Regions from separate parts of the Mus musculus genome. Here all the other regions are linked to region 2. Evidence: chromatin contacts called from public Hi-C, HiChIP or PLAC-seq and promoter capture Hi-C data. All regions are on one chromosome and are shown on one strand. Each heading gives the region's core, a stretch centred on a gene start, on an enhancer-like site or on the middle of the called end of the contact. The rest is flanking DNA. Distances are from core to core; before and after follow the strand shown. Region 1 holds the start of Pbxip1 (pre B cell leukemia transcription factor interacting protein 1). Region 2 holds the start of Tsacc (TSSK6 activating co-chaperone). Region 3 holds the start of Flad1 (flavin adenine dinucleotide synthetase 1). Region 4 holds the start of Dennd4b (DENN/MADD domain containing 4B). Region 5 holds the start of She (src homology 2 domain-containing transforming protein E).

Region 1 (2,700 bases), core at 154-2,653, 1.1 Mb before region 2:
AGCTGACCCACTGGCAGAAAAGGCAGAATGTGAAATTTGACTGTACCAGCCAAATGCTCCCCAACTACTCCCACTGGGTTTAAGTCCTGCATGATTGCCTTAAAAAACCCTGTGGCTCTGGGGCTGGTGAAATGGCTCAGCAGGTAAGAGCACCAGACTACTCTTCCGAAGGTCCTGAGTTCAAATCCCACCAACCACATGGTGGCTCACAACCATCCCTAACGAGATCTGACTCCCTCTTCTGGTGTGTCTGAAGACAGCTACAGTGTACTTACATTAAATAAATAAATCATTAAAAAAAAAAAAAATCCTGTGGCTCCTGTTGGGCAAGATTCAGGCCCAAGATAGGTAAAGGACATCTAGTGGTGTCTTCCACAATGCTCATGTCTCCTAGACACTGATACCCATCCCACACAGGGACAAAACAATTGCAATGACTTCCCTATACCAAGTCCCCAAAAAACCCCGAACTCCCCACCCCCTTCTTCTAGTGACACCCACACAGCCATCTTCCTTCAGCTTTTGGCTCTCAGTCCCTCCACTGTCCTGCCATCCCCAGTTGCTGTGTGTGACTGTTAACAGGTGGCAGCAGGAAGGAAGTGGCCACAGCAGCTAGAGCAGAGGTCCCTGTTTATCCCTGGCTGTTTACAGCCTGCTCAGGTCCTCCAGAACTCAGCACCATGGCAACCAGGGTGATGTCAGACCCATCGTCTCCATGGAAATCGGCAATGGTATGGTATTTAGGTCAACAAGACAAACCTAAAACTGAAGCAGAAGTCTTCCTAGAACCCCTGCACTCGGGGTCCCAACCCTTGATACCAAAAAGCATCCCCGCTTTCCCAGGCCGGCACATCGGCACATTAATACCTTATTAGGAAGCCTGTCTAAGCAATCCAGAGCCCACTTAGCTGCCACCCTTCCCAGCTGTGATTTTAGGGCAGTCTTTGACCTCTAAGAAGAAAACCCACCCACTACTCTCTCTCCCCTTTTCACTCAGGCAGGATTTCACAAAAACTTCTGCTGTTTCTAAAAAAGAGAGTGTTCCCAGTCTGCACAAAACTGGGAAGTCTGGTTTGATATGCCCTTGATTGTCTCTAACTTCCTTCTCTGTCTGACCTTTAAAGGGAAGGACCTGGGACCACAAAAACTTGCCTGAGTTCCTGCTTCGGAATCATCTGTCTCCCTCCTTCCCCGCCCTTCGGTCCTGTGTTGGGCAGTATGTGGACGCCGGGGCTGCCCACTCCTTTTATACAGCTTTGCCCTCTTTTGTTATCTGGGGATAAAGTGGGAGTCTGTAACGCCCCTTCCCGGCAAGGACTCCTTTACCTGACCCAGCTCCTCGCTTCAGTCTTCAGCTTAACTTGTTGCAACCTCCCAGCCCAGGAAGACAAGAGGGGAGTCACGTGGCTAGTGTTTGACCAGTGAAAAGTCGACTTCCCCGCGGGGGGGGGGGGTGAGGGGGAACTTTTGACCAATGAAAAGCTGGACTTGAACGCCCAGGCAGGGGAGAGAAGGTCTACGCAGTACCTCTCTCCCTTGGTTTATCTTTTTTGGTGGGCAATTTGGTCTCCAGCAAAGTAAATTTGGGAGACCTCCCCTCTTTTCTCAGTGTCTAGTGTCTAGTAGGAAGACCTAAAACTGAAAGGTGCTGTCTGATGAGGGGGCAAGGACCAGGTGCCATGTTGGTCCCAGGATAGACAGAGACAGCTGTAGGATGGGGGATGGGGTCCAGTGCAAGTTGTGGGTTTAGAAATAGCCCTCTCACCACTCTTATCCGCCCCAATGCAGACTAAGGATGCCACTACTTTGGATATGGAAGACGGCCAAGCATGGTGGTGCCAGCTCCTGGGAGACAGAGGCAGGTGTGCAGGTGGATCTCTTGAGTTTGATATCAGCCAAATCTATATATAGTGAGTTCCAGGCCAGTGAGGGCTACATAGTGAGATCCTGCTACACATGCACACGCACACCCTGTGGGATGTCTTAGCTGGGTAAAACCTCCACGTGTGCACATGTTTGCACCTCAAGAGATCATACAGACACAAGATAATAAATTTTTAAAAAATTAATGGAGGGAGGTGCTATAATCCCACCACTGGAAAGACTGAAGAAGTGGATGTTGAAGTCCAGCCTGGGCTACTAAACAAATCCCAAACCAAAACCAAACTAAAACAAAAGCAAAAAAAAAAAAAAAAAAAAAAACTCAAACAAAAACAATGGAAGAACCGAGGCAGAAAAGCATCCACAAATTAAAGTCAGGGCTGGATGTGACCCAGCAGTGGAGCGCTGTCTGTCATCTGTAAAATGGAAGGGGAAGCATTTAAGAAATTTCAAATTTTTATGTGGATGGGTGTTTTGCCAGCATGGCTGTAGCATTCTAGAGTTACAGATGGTTGTGAGCTGCCACGTGGGTGCTGGGACTTGAACCTGAGTCCTCTGGAAAAAAACAGGAGTTCTTAACTGGTGAGCCATCCAGCCTGAAAACTCATATTTAAAACCAACCAACCAAACAAACAAACAAAAACCCCACCTTACTTGTGTGTGAGGATACATACCAGCCGTGGGACACAGGGCAGAGGGCAAGCTGCCATGTCAGTTCTCTCCTTCCACCCATGGGTTTCAGAGATTGAACTCAGATCCTCAGGTCAGCCCAAAGTATCTTCACCTGTCACCTCCTTGGGCACCCCAAATAAATGTCTG
Region 2 (2,700 bases), core at 133-2,632:
CATCCCCGGGAAGAGGAGCCACAGAGTCTCAAAGATTAGTGACCAAGAAAGTCTGCTTGTGAGGCTGGAAAGATGGTTCAGCTTCAATTCCCAGCCCCTCAAGGTGGCTCACAACTGCCTGTAACTCCAATTCCAGGGAATCTTGGTGCCATACACAGACGAAAACAAACAAAATATCAATCACAAGCCAAGGAATCTCACGATAGAACAGGAAAAAGACTAAAGCCTGAGAGCCACCCTGTAGGTAAACTTCTCTCAGGAGACTAGAGCAGAAAATAATGACTTCTTACAAATCTGGCCTGCTGCTTAAAACCTCATGGACTCGTCTACGAGTGTGTAGGAGAGGTAGTGTCACTGAACACCTTTGTCTCTCCTCCCAGTGTGGCCAGACTAAATCTGTTTTTCTCTTTACTATGTTTAACTTTGACCCAGGCTTACTGAGTTATTCTCAATAGCTCAGGTAACTGACAAGGAACTGGTGCTCTTTACTGAGATGAGTGGCGTTCCCTAAAGAGGAAAGAAAACCAGGAAAGGAATTTGGGAGAACTGGCTGGTGGGAAAGATCACATCCAAGATCGGGAACGCCAGGAATGTCATTTCCGAACAAGGGTTGCTGAATGACCGCTACTGAAAAGATGCCACTTCCGATTCGATCTGCCGGTAAAGGCAGCTTTTACTTATCAACTTAACAACTCTACTACAGCCTCCTAAATACTGATGCTAAAGTATCAATCAAGCGAGTTGCCGTTAAGTCACGCCTCTACGGAGGGATGGACCGAGCATAGGAAGCAAGGCCTACCGTTAAGAACCATCATTACTATCTACACGGAAATCATGCTGTAAAGGACACGGGGGCGTGGAGGGTGGCGACTAAAGAACCGAACGCGAATAGGATGAAGCACACGTAAAGACTAGCGACTCCGAGAGCGGAAAGTCATTTTGTCAAAAGAAGGCGACAGGAGAGGCAAGAGAAGAAAAGTGGGGAAGGAGCTTGGTCCAAGGCGAAAAGACCACTGGAAGGCACGAGGGCCGAGTCATGGCGGGACGGAGCTGGGCAACACTGGCCAGCTTGGGGAGAGAGGGGCGGAGAGAGACATCCCTTCCCTGAACTCACTGAGCACGAGCACTGGACGGTGGCCCATCATGGCGGCACGACGCAGAGCCGACTCTCCAGAGCTGGGGGGAATCGGCAGAACCTTCTGGAGAGAAGAGCAGCGAAGAAAACGCTGCCTCCTCAGGAATGACACAGAAACCTGCTAACCTCTGAAGTGCCGCCAATCACCAAACTCATTTTATTGATTGACAAAAACATAGGCCAATCGACAGTATTAGCCCCGCCCTCTACGCAAGAAAGGCAAGGCAAGTTAGATAGAGAGGGCATGATGTAGGGGACTGGGAGACGCAAGCGCTTGCGCACTGGCGTGGCCGCTCCCGGCCGCGTGCGGCCAGAATGTCTGCGCAAGCGCCAAAGCACGGGCAGTTAGCTGGCTCGCTACAGCGCATGAGTACCCACTAGAGGGTGGGTGCTGGGGTGGAGGCTTTGGATTAATGCTGTAGGTAAGATCATGAAGCTCTGTTTTGTCCATCGGTTCTCGTCCGACCGTGAAGGCCAAGGAAGGCATGATAGTTCTCTACTTTTTATTTCAGCCTTAGCGGTAGGGAGGAGTAGAGGAGCCAGAAATACCCGTCGTGGCCCGAGAGATTGAGGCAGTGTAAAAGTGGAAGTTGTCCTACGGGGCGGGGAGGCAACGACTCGGCTCCCCGCCTCCCCGGAGCATGCTGGGAGTTGTGGTTTACTGCTCTAGACGCGCTGGTTTTCTTTTTTAAAGAAAAGGAAGGAAAATTCTTGTTCTTTAGATGTACCTATTTTTTATTTTATGTGTATGGTTGTTTTGCCTGTGCGTATGTAGGTGCACCACTTGTGAGAGGCGATCAAGCGGGAGTCTGATCCTCTGGAACTGGAATTGATTGTGAACCGCCACGTGGGTGCTAGGAAGTAACCCTGTCTGCGGGACCATCTATTGCTCTTAACTGTTGAGCTATCTCTCCTGTCCTAATGTCTTACTTCTTAGAAAAATACGTTGAGTCTAAGGCAAAAAGACATAAAGGAGGATCGCTCACATTTCCCCCGAATATCCTAAGTCGTGTTTCTTGCAGTATTATGAGTCTTCTTCGCCCCCTCCCCCCCAGCCTGGTCACTGGTTAGTGACAAAAGAAACTAGAGTTTTTGTTTTTTTAATTACCGTATTATCTTTACCAGAGTTCTAAGGCTGGCCTAAAACTCGTCGTAAAGACCAGGCTGATCTCAAACTGGAGACAAGCCTCTTGCCAGATCACCCCATATAGGAAAAAGACAAAACAAAACAACAAAAAAAATAAGGCTAGTAATTAAACAGAAGTCTCAAAGAGTCATGACATGTTTGTGATAGATTTAAAGTTCGTATTTGGTATGCTTTGTCTTCTGCAGTGAAAAGGCACTAACAAAAACTGCCGAAGGGAATTGGAGAAAAATTAACAATTTCAGAACAGTTGTTTGTTTGGTGTGGTAGCACACCCCTGTAATAAACTCCAGAGGCTGAGTCAAGAGGATAGCGATTTTCAGTGGCTTCAGTCTCCCTGGACCACATAAGGGAGGCAGCCTGGAGGGAAGGCTCAGTGGGCTTAGAGGGTATATTGCTCTTGCAGAGAACCTCAGCACAA
Region 3 (2,708 bases), core at 131-2,630, 1.1 Mb before region 2:
CCAAGTCACAACAGAAAATCCCAGGAGAAATGTAGATGTCAGACCCCGTCCAAACCTACTGGGTCACAATTTACATATCGTAATATCTAGGGATAGCGAGATGGTTCAGCAGGTAAGAGTAAGACTCCGCCACCCAAATTGGGATAGATCCTAGGCCCCACATAAAGGTGAAAGAAAAGGGACTCCAGAAAGTTGTCCTCTGGCTTCCATTTGCATGCTGGGACACTGCTGTCCTTCCTAGTCATACAATAATAGTAAAAGCTTTTTTAAAAAAAAGAAAAAAAAAACCCAGATGATTAAGCTATTTTTCCCCAGCAAAGCAAAGGGTGGAGGGGCACTGAAGTAGGAATGAAATGTTGTGAGTACCCAAAGTGAGTCCAAGGTACTCCTGCGTACCCCTCTCTCCAGGGACCCATCATTGGGAAGTGATGTTCTGGAGGCAGGTGGGGCAGGAAAGGGTTTTTACATTTTAAAGTCAGAGAAGCTTAAGTAGTTTTTCCCTTTATATTAGAAACAAACGAAGGTTCCACACCCTGCAGCTCACACCTCATTGTTAATGCTAATAACATCTTCACCTTCCCCACGCCTTTAATCCCAGCATTTGGGAGGCAGAGGCAGGCGGATTTCTGAGTTCGAGGCCAGCCTGGTCTACAGAGTGAGTACCAGGACAGCCAGGGCTATACAGAGAAACCCTGTCTCAGAAAAAAAAAAAAAAAAAGAAAAACCATCTTCACCTTCTCAAATTTAAGAGGCAAAGCCAAGCGGTGGTGGCCCACGCCTTTAATCCCAGAACCTGGGAGGCAGAAGCAGGAGGAGTTAATAAACCTGGTCTACAGAGCGAATTCCAGCTACACAGAGAAACCCTATCTCGAAAGAGGAGAGAGGGGTAGAGACAGAAAGAGAAATGTGATGCAATGAAGTGTAGTAACACATGATTTGAATCCCACCACTCCCCAGGCAGTTCGAGACCAGGCTGATCGGTTTAAACAAGTTACTTCCCGGGCTATATACTGGGGCTCTGTCTGAACTGTTTTTTAATATTTGAATGAAACAGAATCAGACCTTCATTTTCTTCTAGTACTACAAAGCAGCACCCGACAGTCCCACCCGACAGTCCTTAAAACACCTCCCAATATTTTCCCTTCGAGTACCAGAACACTTTAAGTCCCGCCCTCCATGGGCTAAGGCCAGGCCCCTATTTTTACTTCCGGACAGTGATGACTACATGGTGTTGCCAATAACAACTTAGCATTTCCTCTAGCTCCGCGATGAGGCGCGTGAGCGATTGCCGGTTAGACCAATAGAACCACTGGTAGGAGTGAGCGACAGCCAAAATAACCAATCAACATGAAGCATTGTAAGGCGGGACTTTGAGTACGGAAGCTGTCCTAGGACATGCGGAAAGGAAAGAGCGAATGACCCTGTGCAGGGGGCAAAATAGAGGTGGGATGATACGAGATCAGTGATCTGAAGCCTGGTGAGAAAAAGAGATCTCGGGATAGAAAGGGTGCAGAAGTAGGTTGAGCCCTGGTCATTGGCGGAGGGAGGAAAGAAATGCATTTAAAGGGACCCTAAGGCCCAGAATAAGGTAGACATTTAAAGGGACAGGTGATCCGAAGAGAAGAGACATTTAAAGGTGCAGATATACCCAAGATAGGGCAAATTTTAAACCTGCTCGGCAGACGGAGATATCTAAAGTGGTAGGTCTTGGGAAAACATGGCACTTTAAAGGAATAGGAATCGAGACGTTTTTAGGAACCTGGGGCTTAAGAGTATGTTAAAGAGGCCGGAGTAAGGGTGACTAAAGAAGATTGAGCCTTCCTTCCTCTAGGAAGAAGGTACACTCCTGACGTCTTCATTGTCCTTTCTGGCTCTTCCAGGTTCCCTCAACCCCGGAACTCAGGGTATGGCCTCCTGCATCCTGTAGACCTGGCGGCCTCTCAGTACATACGGCCCCAATTTGGGGTTCTGAGTGGCTACTGGAAAGCCTTGCAAAAGAGCACAGAGGGCAGGACCATGGCATCTAGGGCCTCTGAACTGCCCCCAGGATCAGGGCGCAGCGTGACAGCAGGCATCATCATTGTTGGAGATGAGATCCTTAAGGTGTGTCTGGAACGGAAGAGGGGAAGAGTGTGGCATTCTATTGTCGTGGACTCTTTACGGTGAAAGGAGGGAAACCGGAGTAGGAATCCCCTTTCTTGCCAAAGTCCGGCCCTGGAGTGAGTCCTAACACATTGGAGGAAAAGTGACCCTTCGGTTGAGTGTTTCTGTTGAAAGATGGGTAGTAACTTTCCTACAACTTGCTACGAAGTATGACTGGGGGCAGAGTAGCCACATAACAAGTGACAGGTGGCACAGCAAGTAGAGGAAGCTCAGCAGGCTGGATAGGCGAGCTAGAAGGAAGGTAAGAGAAGAAAGGACTCTATTCTGGACGGCCAGGGTGCTGTTAGAGGATGTGGCAAGCATGGGTTGGCAACAGTAATAGTTACCCTGATCTTTTTTAGTGTCTACCAGAGGCTGGTCTGCACTTAACTATATCACATGTGGCCTTACAAACTTCAAAAATTCCATGAAATTGGGGTTTTTATTACAGATCTCTATAAATTATGAAACAGCCTCAAGGAGGTTAGGAAACTTACCCCAGATCACAAGCCTACAAAGTCCTAGGAACAAAGTGATACATGCCTTAACCTCCAGCACTTGGGAGA
Region 4 (2,700 bases), core at 115-2,614, 2.0 Mb before region 2:
GTGGGAAGAAGCCTGGCGGGTAGCTTGCAAGGGGCTAGAGGCTGAGAGAGTGCTTCAGAGGGGAAGGGAGGCTACTTCCTGAAATGGCTGCGAAGGGGAAGCTGTCGCTAGCTCAGCATAAGTCAGCCTATGGGTGTGTGGTATCGCTGGGGGGGCGGGGGGGATAGTACTGTTTAAGGTGCCAGCACAGCATCAGACCAACGCAGACCTCCCACTAAGGGTCCTGTGCAAGGCAGGGAAGCTTTTAGTGTCTCCAGGATGCACAGTCTATTTAACCTCCCGCTCTTCCTCAGAGAACTAGAGCCAAACCGACTGTCTTCTCAACCTGGCCTCTGGACACACATGCCCCAACTCAAGCTAAATTTAGCTTGAGCTTCTCTACATCTGAGAGGTGAAGCCAGGAGTCAGCGTCAGCCTCCTGATTTAACTCCAGGACACAGCTCACTCTCTCATCCACTGCAGGCCAATAGTAGTTCTGTGCTCCAGACAGTAGGCAAAAGCCGTTAGATGAGACCCTCTATAGGCAAGTGGGTGGTCCCGGATCAACAGGACTTGTGTGTCCAGGCCTTCCCTTATCCAGCCAGGGAAGAGTCCTATAGAATGCAGCCCCTTCTCCCTTGGGGGAAAACAACGGCACTGGAGCCACTTTGGGTCCCAACGCCCACATGCCGAATGACGGGAAGTCGGGGCTAGGGCAGAGGGCGCGGCGCGGGGGAGGTGGCTGAGCAAGAGGCCGGAGGGCCGAGAGAAGCGCGCGCGGGGACTGCCGAGGACGTGACGGCAGCAGCGCCAGCAGCCGCGTGACCCAGGCGGGAAGGAGGGGTGCTCTGGCTTGAGCGCCCGCGGGAGCTCCAGGTTGTAGGATGTCGAGCACAGCTAGCTAGCTCTGGGTTGCGCCCTCCCCTCCACTTTCACTTCTCTGGGAGGGAGGAAGCGGAACCAGATGCGCAGCGTAGAACAGCTGGGGACAGTCCCTGGAGCCGCCCGCCCTCCGCCCGCCCTAACCCGCCCGCCGCCCCGCCCGGTCCGGCCCCTACCTGCCTGCCCTGGGACTCCCCAGCCGGCCCGCTGGCGGGTGGCTCTGAGGGCGGGCTGGCGGGCCGGCGGGCGGCTGGGCTGCTATCCAGCCCCGGACATGGCGCACTCGACTTAGGAGCCGCTCGCGCCCGGGCTGAAGGAAGAAGCAGCAGCCGAGGGCGCCGGGCACGGTGGAAGAAGATCTGGGCGGTCCCAGCGTCCCCGCGCGCTGCGCCACGCGGGGACTGCTGCCACACCACACCGCTAGTTCCAGCCGCGCGGTCCTCCCGGCTCCCACGTTGCTGGGGACCCCAAGCTCTTCAACGCGCCCTGCTTTCTCCACTCATACCCGCCCCCCACCCCCCCAGGAGCCGCGGGCGCCTCCGCTATTCTGCCCCCCCCCACACACCCGGGCCTGCGGCCGTGACCCTGGCTAGCGCCGGCCCAACACCCTGCCGCCTGCAGTGCGACCCCTGGTGGCTGGGAGGGCCCCCTGCAACCAAGCGGATTCCCACCACCCGGAGGAAAAAGCAAGACACTGACCCCAGATGGCCCCGAAGTCAGAGTCGGTGCTCCTGTCCTGCCCTACCGTCAGATGTGGCCACTGTGCCACAGCGAAGGCCCTGAAGACCTAGACCTGGGAAACCCAGGTGACTCCCCACTTCCACGTTTAGAACCCACTGGCCAGAGCCAGAAACTCTCAGTTCTTCTTTCGAGAAATGACAAGAACATTGAAAAAGAGGAAGAAAGGCATGAAGCCGAATAGTGGAGGTGTAGCACTCCTTTCACTATGCTGGGTGAAGTCTAACAAAGCCTTCGTGGAACATGGTTGTCTCCCAAGGATCTATTGCGTTAAACCCAAATGGAGCAGTGAAATGGATGAATCGACATACAGTCCTCAGAACATGAGATTGCTTAGGTCCCCCAAACATAAACCAAGTAAGCCAGCTAGGCCTGCTTACTTCTCTCTAGAAGCATCAACACTGGCAATAGCCTCCTCCAGGAGAGGGGAGGATTTTCTAACAGAAACAACTGTGACTTGGGACAACAGCCTCTCCTTACCCAGGGCTTCAGAAGAGTAACTTGTCAGGCTAGTCACGGTGCCCCATCCCCTGATGCTGCAGCAGGCAGGGCCTTAAACAAACAAGGGCACATAAGGTGACTTCCTGCTGCCTCGGTGAAGTCTGTATAGGCTTTAGGATACATCCAGTTTGGGACCTAAATCTGAGAATGGTGCTTCCGCACAAGCACAAAAGTTCTGAGAGGATTAACGCACACCCGTAGCCCTAGCACTAAGGAAGCCAAGGTGCCAACGGGCACGTGTGACTTCTAGGTAGTCTGCCCTATGTAAGAGAAATCCTGTCAAAAAACAAACAAACAAAAATGCAACACAAAAGAACCTATGGCACCAAACCTCCTTAGGTCCCCAGCCATGTACCAAATAGCCAAGCACACAAAAGGTTTAATAGGATTTTTTATTAACATATAATATATTTAATAAAAAATAATATCCATTCTGGCTCTCTCTTCCATTGCAAGGGGAAGAGAAATAGGGAGGGGCTGGTAGTGCCCATCCCTTCTGGACAAGCCCTCTCTCCAAGATTTCCCTCTACACCTTGCTTCCCAACAGGCTCTGACCTCCAGACAGACGGTTTTCAAAGTTACAAGTGCTTTTAGGCCCTC
Region 5 (2,764 bases), core at 85-2,584, 1.5 Mb before region 2:
TGTAATTTCCTTAAAGACATTTCCTTGCTATGGACTGTGCCCCCCCCCCCACCACATCCCTTAGTGTCCATGGCGAGTACTTATATGGCTACAGTACAATAAACAGAATGAATGTACAGTACAGCCACAGAATGAATGGAAGCCTTTGCCGCTTGCACAGCAGCTGAAACTGAGTGGCTGGAAGATGGGCAACCTGCGCTTCACAGTTCACGGGCTACCGATGTTTTGCATACTCAGGCGGCGTAAGCCTTACAGAAGTCTAGCTTGATAGACCCCTCGATGTCAAACATGAAAACAAGAACCACAGTACACCACACCCATTGGAAGGCCAGTTCCTTTCCCTTCCCTTCGACTGCTCTTTGAAACAACTAACAAAAACCAACCACAACAAACCTTGCTGTCAAGGTCTCCAGTGAGTTTTGAAGAGTCACTTGGGAGTCAGAATGAATACAGAGGAAGGCCTTAGAAAACATCTTCAACTTCACTTATGCCTAATGAATATTGGGGTTCATCAGGTTCCCATGCGTCCTTCCCCGCCCCCCCCCCCCAAGCCCTTCCAATTCCACAACTGAGAGGAGGATAGAGATGCTGTGTTCTTACCGTGTCTTGCTGTCTCATTATCTTGGCCTTGTCCAGCTCAGGGCCCAGGGAGGACGGGGAAGAGGACGCAGAGGAAGAGGAGCTGCTGGAGCTGCTGGTGCTGCCACCGCCCGGGTAGGCGCTCTTCCCATTCTTCTCCTGCGTGTCCACCTTGATGAGCCTACTGATGTAGGTGCTGCAGCCCGCGCTCTTGGTCACCGCGCCACGGTGGGGCTCCTCCTCGGTGGCGGTGGCGGTGACCCGGGAGTTCTTACGGCCTTTGCCAGCAGCGGCCTGGATCAGACCCTGCAGGCTGTCCCGGGACAGCCGACTGTCCTTTGGGGGTCCGCTGCTCGCCTTGCTGGCCCCCAGCTCGGCCGCTGAGTTCTTCCGGCCCTTGCCCGGGGTGGGCGCCGCGCCGCCAGTCTCCGAGTTCTTGCGCGGCTTGCCGCCGGCGCCCCCGGGCCGGGCGCGCTCCGACGCGGTCTTCAGAGTAAGCGGGAACTCCTTGAACCATTTCGCCGCCATCAGGGGGCCCGGGAGCGTCGAGGCCGCGGAGCAGAAGAGTGAGGAGGCCCAGCTGAGACACCGTGGGGCGCCAGGGGCCGGGGGCCGCCGCATTCCCCGGGGCTGGACGCTGGAGGCCGCCGCGAGGCTCCGGGCCGCTAGACGCGCGCGCCTGGCAGGGTGGCACCCGCTCGGCCCGAAGCTAGACGGGCGCAGTGATCGGACCGCCGTGTTCTCTGCGCTCCACCGCTTGGGGCTGCCGGGCGCCGGGGCTTCCCCTGCCTTTCCTCCCGAGGTGGGCGAGGCCGAGCCCACGGAAGCCCCCGGCAGCCCTGCCCACCCTAACTGGGACGATGGCGGCCGCAGTGCCCCGGCGCCCGCCCCGCGGTGGACGCACAGGACGGAGGACGGACGCGCCCCTCCCTCGCCGGCGCCGGGGCCCCCGCGTGCGCACCGAGTCCAACACTGCCCCCATCTCTGCAGACGGGACGTGTGCGGGGATCGTGGCCAGGAGTCGCGCTCGAGAACAAGGATCGGGAGCGCCCGCGCGGCTTCCCTCGCTCTCCGGTTCCGCACGTTCGTCGGGGGCGCGTGGAACCCCAAGCTGGACGCGGCGGGCGAAGGCTCGAAGTTCGACCGGGCGGCTCTGAGGGCCGCGCAGGTATCGCTCTGGCTGCAGGACCAGAGAGGGGTCCCACCAACCCCAGGCACTGTTGGGAGAAGAGCTTGGAGGTCCCCGACCCGCGCCCTCCTGCGAAGACGCCTCAGCTACTTGATTCTCACACTACTTGATTCTCTCCTTGTCGCTCTTTCTTCAAAGCAATTTCAAAGGTTTTTGTTATTGTTGTTAAAAAGATTAAATATGAAAAACGATTACATATGAACATGAAATGAAATCTTCTCCTTTCAGACACAAAACCCGGCAGTTGTTTACAGGTCTTCACTGGTAGACCTGCGGACTTTTGAGACAGAAAATGTATCTTTTCTCTCTCTGGATAAAGGCCAAAAGCCCTAAGCCGGCTTGACCTGGTTCTCTTATGGTGCTGCTGTCCACCCCCACCTTCTCCTTCCCCTCTCTGTCTCCTCTCCTACCCACTTCTCTCCTCCCTTCTACTCCTCCAATAGCAGCCTATGGAATCCTAACTTGCCTCGGTGTATTAGAAGACGACCTCAGACTATTGCGTGATGGCAAAGGGTGTCACCACTGTGAATTTCATGTGGTGCTGTGGATGACAGCCCGGGCTTGGAGCATGTTAGACAAGCACTCTACCAACCGAATTACATCTTCAGCCCCATGCAGCTTTTGGTAGACTTCAATTACTGATCTCCATTCCTCCTATCCATCCTTCTTTTAGCTACCAAGAGTTTACAGTTTTCCTGCTCTGCCATTTTTCTCTCAAACTCTAATAAAATTGTCTTCTAACCTCAAAGTAAAAGATAAAACAATACCATTATACAACAACAGCCCTAAATGTGGTCCAGAGTCTCATGCAGCAGGTTTGAAAACCCAAGCTACAAGCTGCGGGGGTCGGATAGCACCAGCCACCATCAGCTTGTGGATGGTACTTGGTGGAAGAAATGTAAGCTCACCTTGACCGTTCAGATGCTGGAAATGCATCTTAGCTTAAATTGAGGTATAATTTAGATGCCATGAAATTCAGCTGTTTAATATGGAATT

What was found. Promoter capture Hi-C pulls out the DNA fragments that hold promoters and counts their contacts. A called contact is a pair of places that touch in the nucleus more often than the background predicts. HiChIP or PLAC-seq counts read pairs in DNA pulled down with a chosen protein or histone mark.
Region 1: a promoter capture Hi-C map of erythroid cells shows a contact between it and region 2, with 7 times the contacts expected there. The contact joins the promoter of Pbxip1 here to the promoter of Tsacc in region 2. A contact is called at or near these places in 2 of 39 promoter capture datasets (erythroid cells and liver) and 1 of 115 datasets of contacts at active chromatin or transcription factors (pancreatic cancer cells).
Region 3: a Hi-C map of B cells shows a contact between it and region 2, with 9 read pairs. The contact joins the promoter of Flad1 here to the promoter of Tsacc in region 2. A contact is called at or near these places in 2 of 39 promoter capture datasets (erythroid cells and pre-B cells), 1 of 484 Hi-C or Micro-C datasets (B cells) and 1 of 115 datasets of contacts at active chromatin or transcription factors (pancreatic cancer cells).
Region 4: an H3K27ac HiChIP or PLAC-seq map of thymic regulatory T cells shows a contact between it and region 2, with 6 times the contacts expected there. The contact joins the promoter of Dennd4b here to the promoter of Tsacc in region 2. A contact is called at or near these places in 1 of 484 Hi-C or Micro-C datasets (CD4 T cells), 1 of 115 datasets of contacts at active chromatin or transcription factors (thymic regulatory T cells) and 1 of 9 other capture datasets (liver).
Region 5: a contact with region 2 is called in a promoter capture Hi-C map of liver, with 3 times the contacts expected there. The contact joins the promoter of She here to the promoter of Tsacc in region 2.

Annotation. Positions count from the first base shown.
Region 1 is chr3:89,435,407-89,438,106 of GRCm38.p6, reverse strand. Pbxip1 (pre B cell leukemia transcription factor interacting protein 1) reads right to left here and starts at 1,403. Exons shown (of 11, transcript NM_146131.2): 1 at 1,327-1,403.
Region 2 is chr3:88,295,681-88,298,380 of GRCm38.p6, reverse strand. Tsacc (TSSK6 activating co-chaperone) reads left to right here and starts at 1,382. Exons shown (of 4, transcript NM_001357024.1): 1 at 1,382-1,557. Cct3 (chaperonin containing Tcp1, subunit 3 (gamma)) reads right to left here and starts at 1,246. Exons shown (of 14, transcript NM_009836.1): 1 at 1,115-1,246. The coding sequence starts at 1,145.
Region 3 is chr3:89,410,553-89,413,260 of GRCm38.p6, reverse strand. Flad1 (flavin adenine dinucleotide synthetase 1) reads left to right here and starts at 1,380. Exons shown (of 8, transcript NM_177041.4): 1 at 1,380-1,477; 2 at 1,881-2,103. The coding sequence starts at 2,017.
Region 4 is chr3:90,263,899-90,266,598 of GRCm38.p6, reverse strand. Dennd4b (DENN/MADD domain containing 4B) reads right to left here and starts at 1,364. Exons shown (of 28, transcript NM_001356483.1): 1 at 1,038-1,364. Crtc2 (CREB regulated transcription coactivator 2) reads right to left here. Exons shown (of 14, transcript NM_028881.3): 14 at 2,474-2,700.
Region 5 is chr3:89,829,940-89,832,703 of GRCm38.p6, reverse strand. It overlaps She (src homology 2 domain-containing transforming protein E), which reads right to left and starts at 1,334. Exons shown (of 6, transcript NM_172530.3): 1 at 601-1,334. The coding sequence starts at 1,200.